Linked DNA regions of Mus musculus: region 1 is linked to region 2. A link is a contact called in public Hi-C data. All regions are on one chromosome and are shown on one strand. Each heading gives the region's core, a stretch centred on a gene start, on an enhancer-like site or on the middle of the called end of the contact. The rest is flanking DNA. Distances are from core to core; before and after follow the strand shown.

Region 1 (6,345 bases), core at 529-3,028, 330 kb after region 2:
TTACAGGAAAATATTACTGAAAATTTTATAGTTAAAAGCTTGATTATTCATCAATTATATTTAACTCTTTAAATTAGACTCTATGTATGTATCTATGTATGTGTGTATGTATGTATGTATGTATGTATGTATGTGTGTATGTATGTATGTATCTATCTATGTGTATGTGTTTATAATGCGTGTGACACGCTATGCATGTGGAGGTCAGAGGTCACTTGGCAGGAGTTGGTTCTCATTTTCCATGCAGGTGGATTCTGGACACCAAACTCAAACTGTCAGACTTAGCAGAGACCTCTTCCATGGCAACAGTTCTTTAAGAATAAGAATACTTTCTTATTTATTTAAGAATAAAAGATAAATTTAGAAGTCCATTGGAGTCCACTTACAAGATACTTATAAATGATTTGTAAAGGCAGCCATGGCTTTACTTGGTATAGCTGGTAATATTCTGGCATTGAATAAATGCGGTGTTACCAGATGGAAACATTTCTCTCCAGACAAATGTTTTGCATTATTCACTTCAGTAGCTTCAAAGCTCTAGCATATTAACATTATCAACTAATTTTAAAAGTTTTTAATTAAGATAAAAATGTAAACCTCTTTAGTTTTTAAGAGATAGGGTTCTTTGTTCCCTTTTTAAAATCAGGAAATAACACTTTCTTTAGTATTTGCCAAATAGCATGGGTGAGTTTTATCCAATGAAGAACTGGGGTAAAAACTGTTATCATTCGAAGACAGTAACTATGTGATAAAGATACTGACTACAAATATCAAGTCACCAACTGCCAATGACAATAAATAAAGACATGCTGCAGTCTAGTTTCACGTTTGAAATCTGATCTGAGAAAGGTTAACCAACGCAGGCACTGACTGATGTTCTTAAGCAAATGCAGGAGATTTTCCTTCCCGCATTATCACAGGGAAAGAAACATTTTACGTTGTCTGTGTTGAAAAGTCCCCTAGAGAGTGTAGATTATGAAACACTGATAAAAAAATTGCAGTAAAAAAGAGAGAGAGTAAATATTCTTTGAAAAAAAAACTATGAAAAGGGTATAGGAGAATAACCTTCCATTTTAATACCAAGTGTTTACTTCCTGACAGTTTTAGGTAAAAGTGTTTTTAATCTATTTAAAAATACAAATCAAGGATAAGTTATCATGGGTTGTATGAGAAGTATACAAGTAATAGAAAATATATTTTCTTTTCATTTTGCTAACAAAACTGTATTTAGGCACAAAACTAAGCTTTTATTTCCAGAAAGAAATATTACTGATTCTCATTTTTTTACAAGCACACACTATCACTGGGATTAAAAAAAAAAGTATAAAATGTTTACATAATTTTGAGATAGATAACAAATCTCACCAATAGTTAAGACAAATGCTACTTACAGATCAGAAAGAAATGATGGTGTTATAGCTGACTAGATATAGAAATTAAAATGTCCCATTTTACAATACTTTATGCTCACTATGCCAAAAATAATGTTGCTAAAGGCATGGCATGGGATAGTCACTCATTCCCAAGAGTAAGCAGGGCCGGAGGAGTGCTCCTTGTACTCAGAGGATAATAACCACTCACATAGAGATTTATACATAAAGATTTAAAGTCTTCGTATAATATAACATGTAGAAGAATAGAAGAGGGCTTAGTTAAGAGGGCTTAGTTCCTTTTCTTAGATATAAGCTTTTTTTTTTTTTTCCAGTTCATGATAACATCGCCTCAACAAGAGTCGGGACAGTTATGCTGTGAGAACCTGAGCATCTGCTGTTATTATCGCCGAGGCCTGTCTACTTCCCGAGTCTGTGAGACCACATGCTCGGCTGTCCTCTCATCTTGCCATCCTCACCAATTAACTATTAACGTGGAGGGCTGTACACATGCTCTCAGGGGCTCTTTAACAGGCTTCTTGGCGAGTGGAACAACTACTCAGCAGGGATGTGGGAACTAAGTAACGCTGGGAGAGAGGGCACTACGGTGGCTCTGCCCCTAGTCACACTCATAGTTCAGTGTGGAAAAGAACCACACTCAATGGAGCCATCTTCACATATATTTTAAGACAGGGTCTTGGGACAGATACTAAACTATATTCTAGTATAAGAGTTATGAGTAATAATACTACAATTTTATAGGGAAAACTACTTAAAACTACATGTCTGTCTGAAGACATTCATAATATGCCTCCTAAATAGTTTCAGTCCTTTTAAACAGGTATTTAGAACTTATTTTTATACATTGACTTCAAAGCACACTTGTCAGCTTCTATTGTATTATTATAGAAATAACCTTAAATCAAATCAAATAAAACATTTCAAGTTTAAAGTTGTAAGACTTTATGTAAGAACACAAAATAATTCAAATAGAAACTTTAAAAATCACCTTTGTTCACTCTGCTTATAAGTATCATTACAACAATAAGTTGAAATCAGTTTTGAATCTATTATTTTCCCTATTTTAACTTCTCCCCCTCTTTTGCAATTTCCTTAACTATGTGTTCCTTCCCTACAATGAAATTAAACATGGGAAGCATGCCAAAAGTACAATAAAGGGTAACTAATCATTACTGTACAAGTCTGACAGAATGCTAATAACTGAGACAAGAGCACTGATTGGCTGTTTCACTACTCCAAGAGATGAAAATATTTTATATACCCTTAGTCTTGTGCTAATTTAAAGATGGTTAATTATATGACAAAAATTCCAAGGATATGAAATAACATTTTTTTCCCTAACAGAAACAATTATTAACACCAAAGCTCAAATATCCAACACATAACACACACACACTTCCCACACCAGACCAAAAAAAAAAAAAAAAAAAACCTTCAAAACACCCAGTATAACAATAACTAACAAAACCCTTACCACTACCAACGAAACAAAACAAAACTAACAAACATTAAACAAATAAACCCCAAACCCAAACCACCAGCATTCATACTGTTTTTGTTTTATTTTATCCTATCTTCAACATCCCTGAGGTGGTGACTTTGTTATGTTTTATCCATAGATACCTATCACGATGCTTCCGGTATTTGAATGAATGAATGAATGAATGAATGAATGAATGAGTGAATGAGGCAGCGAGTGTGCAAAACTGTCCTAGTCACACAATCACCATTTAAACTCTGACTTAGAGACTCCAGAAATAGTTCTGGTCATGGTAGGAAAACTGTTGTGAGTCTTGTGAAGTTTATGCTGCTAGAAAATAAGCACGTATCTGTGCTTCCTGGTCTGCCTTTAGCCCAATCCAGGAGAAAACATTGCTAGGTGTTCTTCATGAGAAGGGTCAGGTAACTGAAGAGCTCTATTCTCCTTCTGCTGTAAGGAGTGGTGGCCAGACTGTCTAGCATGCCACACAGGCGTTTCCCTCTTATCTGCTCTCAGTTCTTCTACTGCAGTAACACACCAAACATTTTCATTTCTGACAGATCTCTCTCTTCTGATTATCAATTCTGAGGGCCTCTGAAGTAAAACCCAGCACTGACGATGACTGCTAACACATACCGAATGCCTACTGTGTGTCCAGCATTGATGATGACTGCTAACACATACTGAATGCCTACTGTGTGTATTTTTCATCCTCTGAATTGATTAATTTTTGTTTCATTTTTTATAGATGAAGAGTCTAAGACCGAGAAAGCTAATTGAGACCGAGTAATTTATCAAGCATCCCAGCCTCCAAAGGCACACTTTCTTTTTATCATCAGATGCTGCTTTGTTCTCACGCTCTCCCTACTTTGATTCTATGCCAGTATTTCTATGGAATAAGCAGCATAGCATGGTGGCTGAGAGTGCAGCAACTAGAGGCACTACTCAGGCCTACTGTCTGCTGTGTAACCTGAGAGAAGATAACAGCATCAGCACCTAGTCTAAGGGTTACATGAGTTACTATCTAGGGAGAGTTTAGGACTACATCTGCCTACAGTTATCAGTACACACATACTATGAAACAAACTCAGTCTCTCTGTTTTGTATATTCATGTTTCTAAATAGGCGTGTATGTGAGCATGACTGCCTCATGCATGTCTGTGCAGAGGCCAGAGGTCAATTTTGGCACTTACTCTGTAAGCACCACTACCATCCACTGTGTTTTTTGAGACAGGGTCTCTTGCTGAGACCTGGAGCTTGCAGCAAGTTCTGAGGAACCATTTGTCTCCTCCTCACCAGGGCTAGGATCACAAGTGGGCTTCACTACCCTATTAGAAGGTGGCTAGTGGGTTTACTAACAACACTTTCCATTCTGAGAACACAATCATGCTGCTTAACTTTAAACAAGCCATCTGTCTGATTTAAATCTTGCTATTTTTATTTCAAAGTGGTCTCTCTTGATACAATAAAAAGCATAAGTTTAAACAATATTGTGTAGAAAGGCTCTAAACCTTGGCTCCAAGACCTTGCCATTCAACCATCTAAATTGTGCTGTAGAGGGGATGACCTGATAGCACTTGAGAGGATCATTGTTGTTCCTTGAAATGTAAGGAAGGGGAATCTGTCAGAGACATCACAGTGGCTAGGACCAGTTTAAAGGAACAATCACTTACAATACAGCTTTGAGTGGTCTCTGTTTTGTTTTTCATTAATTTTTATTCACTTTTAAAATAAATATAAAATTACATACTCAAGTTGTTATTTTACAACTGTTTTTCTTTACTTGCAATTTTGCAGAAGAAAGCATACATCCATATATTTGTCATTTGTCAAGAATGGAACTTTTTGCCTAATCTTTCACATACTCTAATGTGACAAGGACTTTGCAATGATGATTTTCTCTTTAAAAATACTAAATAATAGCAGTGTTAATCAAGAGCTAATTTGCAGAGTTTTTGTGACGGCTGAGGAGCTCTGTGATATAACTATAAAGATGGAAGGGGCTAGAATCTAAGGAGAAACATAAGCCTTGCCACTTACTGATTGGACCACCTTGGGAAGCAGAGATTAGAAATAATCGTCTCCCAGGGTTGTGGTAAAGACCCCCTGACATAAGGCTCTGAGATGCCAGGGCTTTAGAAGCAGATGCAGACACGACACAATGGAACTTTTCCCTGTAGCTTCGGATCTACCATCAAATCATCAAGCTCACCATGAGGAACGACGCTACCATTGAAGTATTTATTTTACATTAACATGATGAACAATGAAAACATTATAAGCATGTTTAGCATGTCTAACACTGTTACAAAAAGAAGTTTTCCTATAATATTTATATAGATTTAATATCATTTTGAGAATAACATAAAATGACATATTTTTGTTATTAACATAATAAAAACATAAACTTATATTTAAGAATGACTTGTTACAAGCCTGTGAAGAAAACCTGAGTTAATGTATCATGATTATTAAAAATAAATTCTACTCACCAATGAGTAGAAATTCTCTTGTTATTTATGCCTCAATTTTCAGTCATAAGTTTGGGATATGTTGCATTATTATATATACTAATGTAATTCAATGATATTTTAACATATCTATTATTTGGTAGGGTGGTCTAGGTATACTAGAACAAAAACACATGTGTAGCTTCAACAATTAGAGATTAGAAATAATTTTCAAAGTGAGAATCAATATTCATTCAACTCACATTTACTGATCATCTATAGAAAAGTCAGACACTGAACAGAGAAGTTTTTGCTCACATTGATATTACATTATTATAATGCCCCGTGAAGTATAAAGGTGTGGCCTTGCCTTCCTATAGGACACTAATAGAAGAGATATTTAAGCTTGCATGAAATCACATCTTTGAGATGATAATGTCCTTTGGCAAAGAATACTATCATCGTCTATACTATACAACTGCTGCTGCTCACAATGGCTGACTTCTATAATTCAGTAAATGGGAGGACTGCCACAAGGATTAGTCTGAATGACATTGTAAAAAGAGAACCATAAATTTTATTACATGTTTACTTAATGAATAGGTAGAATGCTAGAAACCAGAAGGTGTTTACAAACACAAATTAAAATTGTGTAAAAATTAAAGGAGGTATTGACTCATTTATACAAGAAAAAAGGTACAAAATATTTAGAAGTAAATAGGAAAAAGTCTTAAGAGAGGCCAAGATCAATAAGAGCAAAGACTAAGGGGAATGGTTGATTAAAATGTATCAAATTGGTCAAGATTAAAAACCTTGTATTTTCAAAAGACTAAGAAAAGGGATGTTACATGGTAGAAGAAAATTATTAAAAGAATAGCTAAATCAATACAAAAAACCTTACAAATGGATGATGAGACTATCCAACAAAAATGGACAAAAACCACAGAAGATATTCAAATAGTGAAGGAGCAAATAAAATAATGGCCAATATCACAAGCAATGAAGGGAAATTAGAGCCAAACTG
Region 2 (7,088 bases), core at 3,675-6,174:
AGATGTTGTTCTAAAGACTTGGGTCTATTTTTATTTCACAAGTTAAGATATTTAGTTTGATTTTTACAAAATAAACTTCAATGACCAAAATGAGGAGAAAAACAAGGAAGAAGAGGAAGAAAAAGAAGAGGAGGAGGAGGAAGAGGAGGAGAAGGAGAAAGAAGATGAGGAGGAGGAAGGAGCATTGTTTATCCTTTTGTTTTCTTTCTTAGTCTGCTACTGAATTTTGTCCAACATGGACTGCACAGGAGTTGACTCTCAGGCTGGTAGTGTGGCTCCTTTGAAAGAGCACTTACCCAGCGTGCATGAAGCCTCGGGTTCAACCCTCAGCTCCACATGAACAGGGTGTGGGAGCACACACTTAGAATCCTAGCACTTGGAAGATGAATCAGGCGTCACCATCAAGTCCAAAGCAAATTTGAGGCCAGCTTGGGCTACCTGAGAAACTGTCTCAAAAGATAAAAATCAACAGCTAAAAACCTAAGAAAACAAACAAACGTAGAAGTCAGGAGCACTTCCTAAGTAAGTAACCTAAAACTCTGAATTTGTAGTTGGTTTGTATATCTTATTTTTAAGTTTTGGTGGTGGGTCTTTTTGCTGTTTCTACTTTTGTTTGCTTGAAGTAGGTTTTTTGTTTTGTTTTGCTTTGTTTTGCTTTGCTTTGCTTTGCTTTGCTTTGCTTTGCTTTGCTTTGCTTTGCTTTGTTTTGCTTTGCTTTGCTTTGCTTTGCTTTCCTAGTTGGTCACTTCTACAGACAAATCACCAGATCACAGTTCCCACACAGAGATATTTTGAAGTATTAATAGTGTCAATGGGTTTGGAGTGAGAACATTTTGGTCCTGCTCTCCATGATTGGTTTCGTAGCCCTCACAATATCTGCCGGAACCTCAGTTTGCCCACTTATAAAATGAAAACCACAGGTAAGTGCTTATATCCCATTCATAGCTACTATGAAGGGACACAGCAGTTGGCCTGTGCAGACATGAGGCTTCCCCTCTCTCCAAATCAGGGCCACTCCAGGGTAAATTCCACCTGAATCAGGCCAACATCTGAAAAATTAGGGTGCTACTGAAATGGAGCTGTGTCCCTGCAGAGTTCCACAGTCCTTCATTCTCCTAGACAAAGGGACTTGACTTGATTATCCTTCCTCTGGGATTCAGGAAATGTGGGCAACATTTGAAATTTGTTTTGTTTGTTTGTTTGTTTGTTTTAAATAGCTAAATAAGATAGTCCCCTCCTCTCCCTGTCACAATTTCTCTGAGTGATGGAGTTTTCACAGTGTAAGTCATAGATACGTGTAAACCTGAGACTGAAAACTGCACTTCATATGTTTATGTGTATAGGGCTGAGAATGTGTGGCCAGAATTGAAGAAGAAGAAAGTACAGTAAGGATCTAGGAGAAAGTCTGACTCCTCACACAGGAACCATGTGCAGGCTGAGGACCCATGTCCTTCATCCTGTTTGGCCATTGATTGACAAAGCAGTTGCTAATGCTGCCAGGTTTTTATTGTTCTGTGTCTTAAAGCAACTTTAAATGTTTTTAATAAAGAAATAATGACTTAAGAATATGTCATTTAAATATAAATGTGTAAAATAAATAATTTATATTGAAGATTATAAAAGTCCACTACAGTATAATCCTAAAGATGAAGAAAGCCAAAACTTTCCACAACCATGCCCCTGAGAACCATCTTTCAAACATCATCCTGCCAACCTCTCTGAATATGTGCAAAGAATCTATGGAGAATACTCAGGCAAGTTCGAAGCATGCTTGACACATGGTTTCGTGTGTTGTTCTTTCTCTACCTAACATTCTGAGGTTAGCTTATTTCCTGTGTATTGCTTGAACAGCTTTCAAAATCATGATTCTAAATGGTTGTGTAATTGCATCGGGCGGATGGAGGGTGATTTATTTAACTACTTCCTAGTGGTGGAAAATTTAGATTAAATTGAAATAACTTTTCAATGAGAGGAAAAAAATCACAATGGTGCTATTTATGAACCAACAATGATTTCTGACTAGCACGAGCAGTCAGCAATAAAAGTCAGTGTCGCGACCTAGCATGTGATGGAAGCTCCAGAAACGTCTGGGGAATAGAGGTGGAGATCGTGAGGGATGAAGTGAATTATGAGTGTCTATTATTTGTATGGCTCAGTAAATATATACATGACAGAACCGAGTATCCACTTGTTAGTGACTTATCTAGTCACCTCAGAGCCTGAGCAAGGATTAAACAGTAATCCAGGGGGGCTTGTTAGAGAACATGGAGAAGCAGCCAGTCCTCATGGAAAGGCCCCTACTGATTCTCGAAGCACAGGTATGCTCCTTCTGCCTTAGCGTGGCTTTTACTTTCAAAAAAGCCATTCTTCAGTGTGTATACGTCTCCGTGCGTCTCCATGTGTATGCACGCCAGGAAGGAGTAAGGAAGACAGAGAGGTGAGCTCTTCCTTTGCACTTTCCCTGCCAAGAGCCATCAAAGGTCACACCAGTAGATCCTTATTAACTTGAAAATCTCAAAAGACACAGTAAACCTCTCTGGCTCTCTGTCTGATGCTCTCTACCACCCATTTATGACAAGGAAATAGAACGGAAAGGAGGTTCAATGACTTGGTCAAGACTTCTCTTTTCCAATGACAACCCAGGAAACAAGGTCAGGAGCCCAATCATGACAATGCGCCTAGATGTTTCCACTATGGGGCATTTCTGAGTGCCTCCCATGCTCTCTGTTCCCCTTTTCCATTTATCTTGGATGCACAATCTTTTTTTCAAAGAAGGGTGACACAGTTTAAGAAGACACTTCCTCCCATGCTTAGGGCCCCACATGTGACCTGTCCTTGACCTCTCCAGCACTCTTGGTCATTCTTTCCTGCTTTATCTCTAAAATACACAACCTATCTAATATAGTGTAGGCCAGATTTCACACTCAAAGGGCTCCTGATCAGACATTCTTTCAAAGGGATGTGGTGATTATAGATTCTAACAGTAACAGCTGCTACTTATTAAGCACCTACAATGTGTCACAAATTTGCCCAAATATGGATTCCAGTCCTTGGAAGATAAGCATCCTTGAGATGCCCTTCCAAGTGAATTAAACTCATGATTAGAAGGGTAACCTCAACCTCTAAAGAGGCATAAGGTTCAGAGCAGAACTGGGTCTTGTCCAAGGGAACTCAAATTCAAAGCCATCTAGCTCCCTTTGAACTGTCCTGCATCAGAGTTGAGAAGTGGCATTTTATGGCACTTGGGGTTTGGTTGGCTCTTTCCTGCCTGATGTCTAGACGATGAGCAGGCTACTGAGTCAAGTCCTGGGTGCCAGAATTTTTTAAAAAGAAGAGCCTTCCCTTCCGGTTTACTCCAGAGTCTCCCCTCAGACTTACCTTCCAGGCTCCACGGATGTTATTTTCCCCAAACTGTCAAACCTCTCGACTTCTGAAACTACTCTTTGTTTCTCCTTGAAGGTATGTACTTGGATGTTCTTAAAGTTGCTCACAAACGTCTCATCAGATTCTGCTCTGCATAGCCAAGAGCAAAAGAACCTTTGGTCGCCATGAAAGAGGATGTTCAAAGCACTGGGCATCGTCAGGGTTAAATCTCGTCCACTTCTATGTGCTCCTGTGACTGTGACCCAAACCCCTGACATAGACATATTATAAAGCAGAGACACTGGCACTTTGAAACTGGCTCGGAGAACCCAGAGTTGTATGGTGTCTGACACAGGCATGGCTTGTACTCCTGTTTGCCTTAGTTCGGGGCGGGTACTTCTTTACAGAGCTGGATGCAGAACGGCAGCCTTACCCTTTGCTAACTCCTTTCTTTGTCTTATTAAGAGATGGTTTTAACATACCACTCTTAAAAAGTTACTCCCTGGAGACTTTCTTCAGACAAACTCCAGCGTTCATTTTGAACAAGAGTGGAACAGTTGTGGATGAGGGGGCCATGTCTTGTCTGATGGGAAAGCCAGCTTTCTTTTCTCCATCAACTCCAGTATAGTTTTCTTCTCTCTAGAACCCTAGAACTCTTGAACTCTCTGGGGTACTGATGTGTCATTCTGCAAAGTGCAGACTTACAGCCAACCCCTAATCCCAGGAGCAGCTTCACCAAAAGCAGGAAGGAGGACACAAGGGGGAAGGAAATCCTGACAGAGCCTCCATTTTCTACTCTATATGAGCATGAACTCCAGAGAGAGAGAGAGAGAGAGAGAGAGAGAGAGAGAGATTTAACACTGAAATGGAGTAAAAGCAATCAACCAGGCCCAGGTCCAGAGCTTTGAGTCAAACCTTGAGTTACATTTTGTAATCCACCCAGCTGATTTTATTCATACTTTCATTGTGCAGATATGGACGGCCCGAAGAAAGATACCCAAGTACTCAACTTGGGAACCACCACAATGGGAGAATGTGCGACAGAGAGATAGGAAAGAGACAATGGAGAAAGGGTAGAGAAAGTAGAGCTGAGGGGGTTGTGTACTCTGGAGAAAGGTGGAACTGGAGACGACAGTGGTGGGCAACAGGCAGCTTTAGGAACCTGCACAACGGCCTGAGGACATGGTGATGCCTTGGCTTGGACTTTGGCAAAGGGCCATGTTTGGATCTGTGCTCCTGTGGCAGCTGGGGTCTGAGTTATCACCAAAGGCCATGCTGATGTCCGTGGTCTGGGCTGCCACTGGAGATCATGTGGATGTCTGAGGGCCTTGGTGCTGTAGGGGGGCATGCTCATCTGAGTGACCTGCTCTGACACCTGAGTCCATGGTGACAGCAGGGTCCATGCTGCTGCCTGGGACCATGTCAGGATCTAGAGTCCCATCACAGCCAGGGTCTGTGTTGGTGCCTCAGGTTCATGTTATCACCAAAGGCTATGCAGATGTCCCTGGGCTGGGCTCCTGAGGCACTGTGCTAGACTGGCCCCGCCCCTTGCCTGGGTGACACAATAGAGCTGACCCTGGTGTGAGGGTCAGGTGAGCTGGCCAAGGGTATGCGCATGGGACAGTTGGCCCTGCCCCTTGCCAGCTGTGATTCGAGGGCAAGCTAGCTGGGGCAGTACTAGACAGCTCGACAGGGTGGTACTGGTGCAGGAGAGCTGGTGGGCTGACCGACTCAGCTACCAACCAGGCCCAGATTCAGGGCTTTGAGTCAGCCCACCCCAACATCTACCCCATCTATGAACTGCTGGGTGGTGTGAAAAGCCCAGTCCTACAGATCCAAAGCTGCAGGATCTCCATGACACAGGGCAATAATAACAGGGTGACTAGGGGGAGTCTCCATGAAGATCTAGTACTGATGATGTAGCAGAAGCCAGATGCCTCCGACCAGAGCAGTGACTCCTTGCAATGAACACTTGTAAGTAAAGATGTGTGGACAGAAGGGTGTACTGTGGGCTACGCTGTGACAAGTTTGTTTGTTTTTTTTTAAATTCTATCCTATATTTGGTGGGGGAGGGAGAGGATGCAAGGGCAGGGGGTGTATAAGAAGGGACAGGGATATGAGTGGGGTTGGTGTGTGTGATTCACCAAAGAATCAATAGAAGGGTTTTTTTAATGTGTACTTCAAAGCTATAACTGAGTCTTGACAGTTATGTGCAGGAGTATTTTGCCTCCAGGAAGCAGACTCTTATCACCCACTACCTTCTCCCACACAGGGGACCAAAAACTGACATCATTCCTCCTGGGAAGACACTTCCTGCTCTGAGCTTCTTCAGGCCATTGGAATGGTTATATTATTTTTATTGTGAATTTTTATTTGGCTTAGTTTGAGGCAGAGTCTCGTGGACTAGCCCTGAACTGCTGATCCCCCTGCCTCGACCTCCCCTCCTGAGAGCTTGGATTATAAGCATCTGTCACCATGCCAAGCTAGAATGGTTATTTTTAAACTGCTCTTTTTTTTTTTTTAAAAGCATATATCCAGATTTGTTGCACCTACTTATAATATGAATTTAAAACAGTTTGTGATCAAATGGCAATTTTAATTTGTCTTGATTCATGTGAAAGTAATTTAAATTCACATTAGTATGCTGGAAACTGATCATTAACACTTTTTAACTGATTTTGTAAACACATTTGGCTTCCAAAATAAACATAAACAGGAAAGAGGAGGGCTTGGCGGAGCTGAGGCATGAAGGCACGCACCCATTGAAGGATCCTTAGCAGAAAACGCAAAGCCATTTGAGAGTTATTTCATCAGCCACTCACTTCATGAAAAATCTGCAAGAAAAATGTGAATAATTTCAGATTTGCCTGGTGGGGAATTTCAAACTGCAGGGTTGTATGTGTGCCTATCACGGCTCATTGCAAATCATTAAGACGGGGTGGGAGGTGCAAACTAACTAATGTTTCATAAAGCAGAAGGAATACGGCATGTAGCGAGATGAGCAAAGTGGCTGGGCCACCTCCATACTTAGCTGCAGCGAAGACTTGAAGATACAAGTCTCACAAAGGTTTCAAAGCTGGCTCTCCCCTATTCTACGCTCTGGTCCCCTCACCTCCTTCTCTGCTGTGGGATTGCTTAGCCTTCACCCAGACACTTCGAGGGCCCTCAGCTCCCCTGTCTATAATGTTCCATTGTTGTGTCTTAGTGCCCAGGAGTGTGTCATTTAAATATATACCTTGCAAAAAAGTCCAACCTAACTGCACGCTTACAAATTTCATGGGAATTTAATTCATAACATTCCCCTGACACTCTTTAAAATTTTTATTACGTTTTATTTATTCTCTCTCTCTCTCTCTCTCTCTCTCTCTCTCTCTCTCTCTGTGTGTGTGTGTGTGTGTGTGTACCCCACAGGACACACATCAGAATTGAAGCACAGTGCTCGGAACTCTGTTCTCTCCTTCCCGTTCACCGCGTGGGTAGTAGGGTTGGCAGGCTTGGCTGGATACCTTTACTCACTGAGCCTTCTCACTACCCAACCACACAGACTTTTAGACCACACCCTGTCTTAGGCCACACCCACTCATAGACCACCCCCTTTCCTTCTCTTGGTCCCCTTATTTACCATGGTCTTTTAGGCTAGTGGTTTTCAACCTGTGGGTCAAATGACCCTTTCACAGTGGTCACATATCAGGCATCATGTATAACATATATTTACAATTACAGTA

Evidence for each region. Hi-C and Micro-C count contacts between places; a contact is called where the count stands out from the background.
Region 1: a contact with region 2 is called in a Hi-C map of cerebellum, with 2.8 times the contacts expected there. The contact joins the enhancer-like site here to the promoter of 4930527A07Rik in region 2. A contact is called at or near these places in 6 of 484 Hi-C or Micro-C datasets (cerebellar granule neurons, cerebellum, cortical neurons and 2 more).

What each region holds. Positions count from the first base shown.
Region 1 is chr2:105,802,878-105,809,222 of GRCm38.p6, forward strand. All of the region lies in intron 7 of Elp4 (elongator acetyltransferase complex subunit 4), which reads right to left. Among named protein-coding and RNA genes, the nearest start is that of Elp4, 99 kb to the right of the region's middle. Within about 2 kb of position 1,779, at least 8 of the 459 cell types and tissues checked have an H3K27ac peak or open chromatin away from gene starts, as enhancers often do. A contact at or near this core is called in cerebellar granule neurons and cerebellum, where this site is marked.
Region 2 is chr2:105,471,519-105,478,606 of GRCm38.p6, forward strand. It overlaps 4930527A07Rik (RIKEN cDNA 4930527A07 gene), which reads left to right and starts at 4,925. Exons shown (of 3, transcript NR_166134.1): 1 at 4,925-5,337.